Linked DNA regions of Sus scrofa: region 1 is linked to region 2. Evidence: chromatin contacts called from public HiChIP or PLAC-seq data. All regions are on one chromosome and are shown on one strand. Each heading gives the region's core, a stretch centred on a gene start, on an enhancer-like site or on the middle of the called end of the contact. The rest is flanking DNA. Distances are from core to core; before and after follow the strand shown.

Region 1 (2,700 bases), core at 24-2,523, 43 kb after region 2:
ATTCTTTAACTCAACTTGCTAATTAATACTTTATTTCCACAATTTCAAATGTAATTTTGTTCTATTGAAAACAACACAAGATCACAACAAGCTCAACGGCTGCCTTGAACAAAGTCCTACCGGGGAGGACCTTTCCTCTAAGGAGTGATGATAAGGGTTAGGTCAGGAGTTTTCAGTCCCTGTATTTCCTCCCCCAAAGTAGTATAAGGCTCCAGAAGGGTGGCACAGCTGCACGTCTAAAGTAGCAGGGCTGCTGCCAAGAGAATTCCTCAGCGCCCCAAACCCAGTTTCCTTATTGCCTCATCGCGGGAGGAGCACGCGGAAACACCTCTCCCCAGGTAGGGAGGGTCTAAGAACCTTACCTTCCCCGTCTTCCTGAAAAAGGAGCCTATAACTGGTGACACTCGATCACAGAGTATGACAAGCTGCCGAAACCCACTTCCAAAGAAGGGAAGTACTGCTCCCAGAGAAGAGGAGCCCAAAGGATCGGCCAGGAAAAAAAGACCAGCTCGTCTCCTCCGCCTCTTTCTCTTTGGCAGCGGGAGAGGAAGCCTCGCCCCCTCTCAACCCGCCTCCCGGCTCCCCTCCCCGCCGCAGGGAGAACATACCCGGCCATGGCTGCCGCGCGGCCCCCTCACTTCCGGTGCCGGTGCCTCCAATGCTGCGCCATCCCCCAGCCCACCGGACAACCACAGCTTCGAACTGACCTTTCCGGCAGATCGCGACTCTTCCAACGTTCACTAGGTTTTGTCCTGGAGAGAACGGTGGATGGGTGCCGCAGAAAAACGAATCTACAGACTAAAGAATCCGCTCTCGTCTGGCCAGAAACATAAAAAGCGATAGAGCTGCAGCCACCGCTGCCCAGACAAAATGGCGCCGACAAGCTGGTTCGGCGCAGGCGTCTTGGAAAGACCTGCCCCGCCCCCGTGCAAGTCCTGGGCGCAGCGCCGGGTTCGGTTTCCATGGGACACCCCACCGCCAATCCTCGTGCCGAACTGCTCTTCCTGACCCCCCCAATTGACCAATCAGTGCTCAGTCAAGCACATCCGGAGTCCTCTTTACCAATCATTTCTCAGGATTTACTAACTCAATACCTGATTCTCCAGTAACGTTAGTCTTCGGAGACAGCCAATCATAAGTGGAAGATGTCCTACCTGCTATTTTTCGCACCAATCCGGGAAGTTTCAGAGCTACATCCAATGAGGACGGCAGGTAGCGAGCTCCAATCCGAAACTCTTCGGCGTCATGAGCAGCCAATAGGAGTTCGTGTAGAAGCGAGACTGCTCAACAGCTTGTTATTTGGTGGATTGTGGCAGTAAATCGGGCGAGTAGGGAACCGGGCGCAGGAACTGCCGCGGCGGCCGAGAGTGGTGCTGCCCGGACGGGGGCCCACGGGGGTCAGTGGGGCGGAGGACTCGGGAGCTGACAGCGCCCACTTCACCCTCAGTTGGTAGGTGGGGAGAAGGGAAGCGGGCGATACTGAATGGACGAAGCGGTACTAGCAGCTGGTGCTGCTGCCCGGGGTCCCGGTACAGTTGGAAGCTTTGGAGGTGGGGAGGGGGATGCTTGGCAAGCGGGGCGACAAGCGCAGGAGAAGGGGCAGTTCGTGGAGCAGCGGCAGCAACTGCAGGAACAGCCGCTGCAGCTGCCTCCCCGGCCGCTTCCCCGGGTTCCCCGGGAAAATGGCTGTGGGGCTGGCCGCGCCGCTAAGTTTGCTTCCGCGCGGCGAGAAGCTGGCTGCTTGGGGGAGCCGGCCTCTAACTCCGCGGCGCGTCCTCCCCCCTGGAGTCCGTGGCAGGACCCGAGGGGCTGGGGGCTGGTACCGCTCTGGGCTGTACAAAAAGTTGAGGCGGGCGCGGGGAGGAGGCGGCGGCTGCTGCCGTTCGGCTCCCCTCCCCTCCCACACCCTGTCCGGGCCACCTCCCCTCCTCCTCTCCGCCCCCCCAGCCCCCTCCCCCTCGCGGGTCTTCCCTTCCTCGCGCGCCTCCAAGCTGAAGGCCGCGGCCCCTGCCCCTTGGGGTGAAGAAGCGCTTCTCCTTCCTGACATGGTGCAGAGCGGAGGAAGGAGAGCAATGGCGCCGTGACACTCCGCTGCCGCCACCGCGGGCCCGGGGCGGGCCGAGGGGGCCGAGCTGCGGAGGCGGGGCGCGGGCCGAAGTCGGGGTATCCGGGGGCGGCCGGGAGGAGGCTCGGCGACCGCGCCTGCAGGGGACCTGGGGAAGCCCCAACGGCGCCCTGCCCTTCTCCGGAGCGTGCCGTCCTGGGGCTCTGAGTTGAGCATTCCGGGTCAAAGTGGCGAGCGAGGCGGGGGCGCGGTGGGCCGCTGGCGAACTCTGAGGCGGAACCGCTGCCCTTTGGCGCCCGTGGGGTTCTCGCCGCCCCTCCGGCTCCTGCGTCCTGGCTGCCCTCGGAGGGGCTCTTTCGCCCTCCCTGGTGAGGGTTCTGCCCCTCCCCGCAGGCGTTTGTTTACTTTCTTTCCCCGAGTCGCTCCCCTCTGTTGACTGATTCTGTGCTCGTCTTTCCCCTCCCCTTGGTTCCAGCGGTAGAGAAGATAGCTCGTTGAGCTGGAACCCCACAGATCACCAGTAAAAATGAAGGTAAGTGGAGTCGACGCTGCTCGGAACCTCGTGCCCTGGACACTGCCTGTCGTGAGGCTAGAGCTGTGGAATGTCATTTTTCTTTTCTTTATTTTTTTCTACT
Region 2 (2,700 bases), core at 112-2,611:
TGACTATTTTATAACTTGGCAGAATGTAACTGGTAAGTGAATTTGTATTTATCTGCATTTTCAACACATTTATTAAGCACCTACCATGTGTAAAAGCACTGTTATGTATTCTAATAAGTGGAAGTATAAAACAGACTATGATAATCTCAAAAGTTTTATCACCTTTTAAGAATGATATGTGTAAATTACACAGCAATTTTATATGCACTATTTCCAAAAGTAAAGTAATTAAAATAAATGCATTCATACTCATACTTTTTAAATCCGCTAATGAATCAGGCACTAGTCAAGATCCTCAGGCCACACAATTCAATGCATTCTTCTGAGTTACAAGATAAATCAACAATCCAGCCCCCAAGTAAGCAGTTAAACTAACAAGTTCAGAAAGAGCTTCAAATTCTTAATTATTAGTGAATAGACAAAGACCATTAGGCACTCAAATCCTGTTAAAAGTTTAACTGGCTCCCTAAACAAGTTTGGACTGCTTATAATCTACTTTCAGGGTGAACTCTTTTTAACTTCCCTCCGCACTTTCTTGGCCCACAATGGTCTAACTCAGGATCTCGCATGAAAAATTGCAACCAGAATATTTCAGTGAGGATTAGGCAAATTAAACGCTAGTCTTCCAAGAATATCCAAATCCTTTCTTCTATCTATTTGTTTAAGAATAAGAACTAACTTTAATTATGGTGCTTAATTAGCAGGAAGAAGCAATTGAATTTCCTCTTTCTCCTTTACTTTCTAATCCAATTTTTCAGCAAGCCCTACATATCTAAAATCCATCCACATATTTCCACCTCCACTGCCACCACTCTACACACTCTCCATTATGGCTTGACCACAGGACTGCAATAGCTTTCCAACTATTCTCTGTGCTTCTATCCTTCCTTGTATTCATCACTCCTCACACAGAGGCAAGAGAGATCATTTAATAACTAAATTAGATCTATCAGTCTGCTTAAAAACCTACTGATAACCTTACAGAAGAAAGCCAGTAACTGTGGAAGGAATGATGGAATTAGAAAATCACCATTTGGCAACCATTATCATAATAATTGATTCAAATAAGAATCACAGGATACTATAACTAGCGGGTGTAAGATTGAGGAGTAGCAGGATATTTACATAGCCTCAAGGTATTTCTTCACAAGGTATTCATTAACTACAAAGAGCAAGATAGAAACTATAGTGGAGAAATCTTAAGTGATCAAAGTTAACATCATCAATAAGGACACAAATGACAGCATGTGCCTCCTAATAGAAATACAAGGTTACTTCTGTGGTATTCCTGACAAAAATGCATCACCTGAATCTAATCATGCAAAAAAAGTCATACAAACCTGAACTTTGGAATACCCTGCAAAGGAAATGGCTTGTATTTTTCAAAAGTGTTAATGCCATGAAACATAAAGAAACATTAAATTATTTTCCAGATTAAAGGAGACTAGAGACATGACAACTGCATGCAGTGTGTTATCTTGTATTTTCTTTTGCTATGAAGAGCATTATTGAGAGATTTGCCAAAATCTAAATAAAGCCTGTAGATTAGAAAAAAGCATTATACATTTTCTGATTTTCATAGTTGTACTGTGGGCATGTAAAATAATGTTCTTTTTTGGGGAAATACACACAGAAGTATTTAGCAGTTAAAAATGCTGATGGTTTTCCATTTAAAATCGGAGATTAAAATCCAAACCACTACAAGATCTGACCCCGTGTCCACCTCTCTGATTTCACTTCCTGTCACTCTCACCACTTAATCACTATGACAGGCCATACTGACCCGACAGTTCCGACAGCCTTGGAACTGGAATTATACTCCCATAACAATCCCAAGTTTCAGTTTAAATATCCCCCTTTTACAAAGTAATTCCCTAATAAATAGGTCTAAAGTTCAAACTTCCATTGTCTCTTTTTTACCACGTGGTGCAACTATTTTGCCTATTTACTCTTTGTTGTCTATTTCCTCCCACTAAATGTAAACTCATTAAGAGGGGAGGTCATGTCTTCTTTACCGTTTAAAGAATTTTTTATTATAGTTTATGTACAAATTCTTAAGTCTTATCAGCAGTGTTTAACTGAATACTGAGTTAAAATAATCTTCAGTCTTATTCTTAATTCTATTAAGTAGTTATATGAAAAAGTACTAATTCTTCTGTAAAACTCCGATCTGAGCTCAAAGCTGATACCCTTAGAGTCCATCTTCCTTCCTGCTTGTGAGGAGGGGTGGATAAAGGGGACGCCATCAAGATAACTGGGTTACAATCAGGACGTCAAGCGTGGAGACGCCTCCTCTACCATTTCCTTTGGCCTTTGGAAGAGTATAAGAACATCTCTCCACTTTGCTTTAAGAAAGAATAGGGAAGAAAAAGCGAAGGAGAAGAGATAACTCCTAGGAAACAGACTGGAGCAGCTTTTCAAGCAATTGGAAGACTCAAAGTCCCCCGACAACCCTCCGGAGAGAAACCGAAGAGGAAGGAATCAGTCCTGCTTAACCCGACCTCCGCTGCTTCTGCACAGGCGCGTTGCCCGCTACGCGCATTCCCCACCCCCTTTCCCCACAATTCTCTGTTCTGTGGGTAAGGATCCAGGAACAAGCCACAGAGAGGAAAACTATTGGTTGGAAGAACAGCCAATGAGAGAGCCTGTTACTAGTCTGCGTACTGAGGTGTGAGGGGTTCGCTTTGGGCCTGAAGCCTT

Evidence for each region. HiChIP or PLAC-seq counts read pairs in DNA pulled down with a chosen protein or histone mark.
Region 1: a contact with region 2 is called in an H3K27ac HiChIP or PLAC-seq map of alveolar macrophages. The contact joins the promoter of ARID4A here to the promoter of PSMA3 in region 2. A contact is called at or near these places in 1 of 5 promoter capture datasets (liver), 22 of 47 Hi-C or Micro-C datasets (alveolar macrophages, blood, brain and 11 more) and 2 of 2 datasets of contacts at active chromatin or transcription factors (alveolar macrophages and skeletal muscle).

The regions. Positions count from the first base shown.
Region 1 is chr1:187,384,081-187,386,780 of Sscrofa11.1, forward strand. ARID4A (AT-rich interaction domain 4A) reads left to right here and starts at 1,274. Exons shown (of 24, transcript NM_001244179.1): 1 at 1,274-1,454; 2 at 2,541-2,597. The coding sequence starts at 2,592. It overlaps LOC102165044 (a long non-coding RNA gene), which reads right to left and starts at 936. Exons shown (of 4, transcript XR_301235.3): 1 at 708-936.
Region 2 is chr1:187,340,870-187,343,569 of Sscrofa11.1, forward strand. PSMA3 (proteasome subunit alpha type-3) reads left to right here and starts at 1,362. Exons shown (of 11, transcript XM_001927990.5): 1 at 1,362-2,700.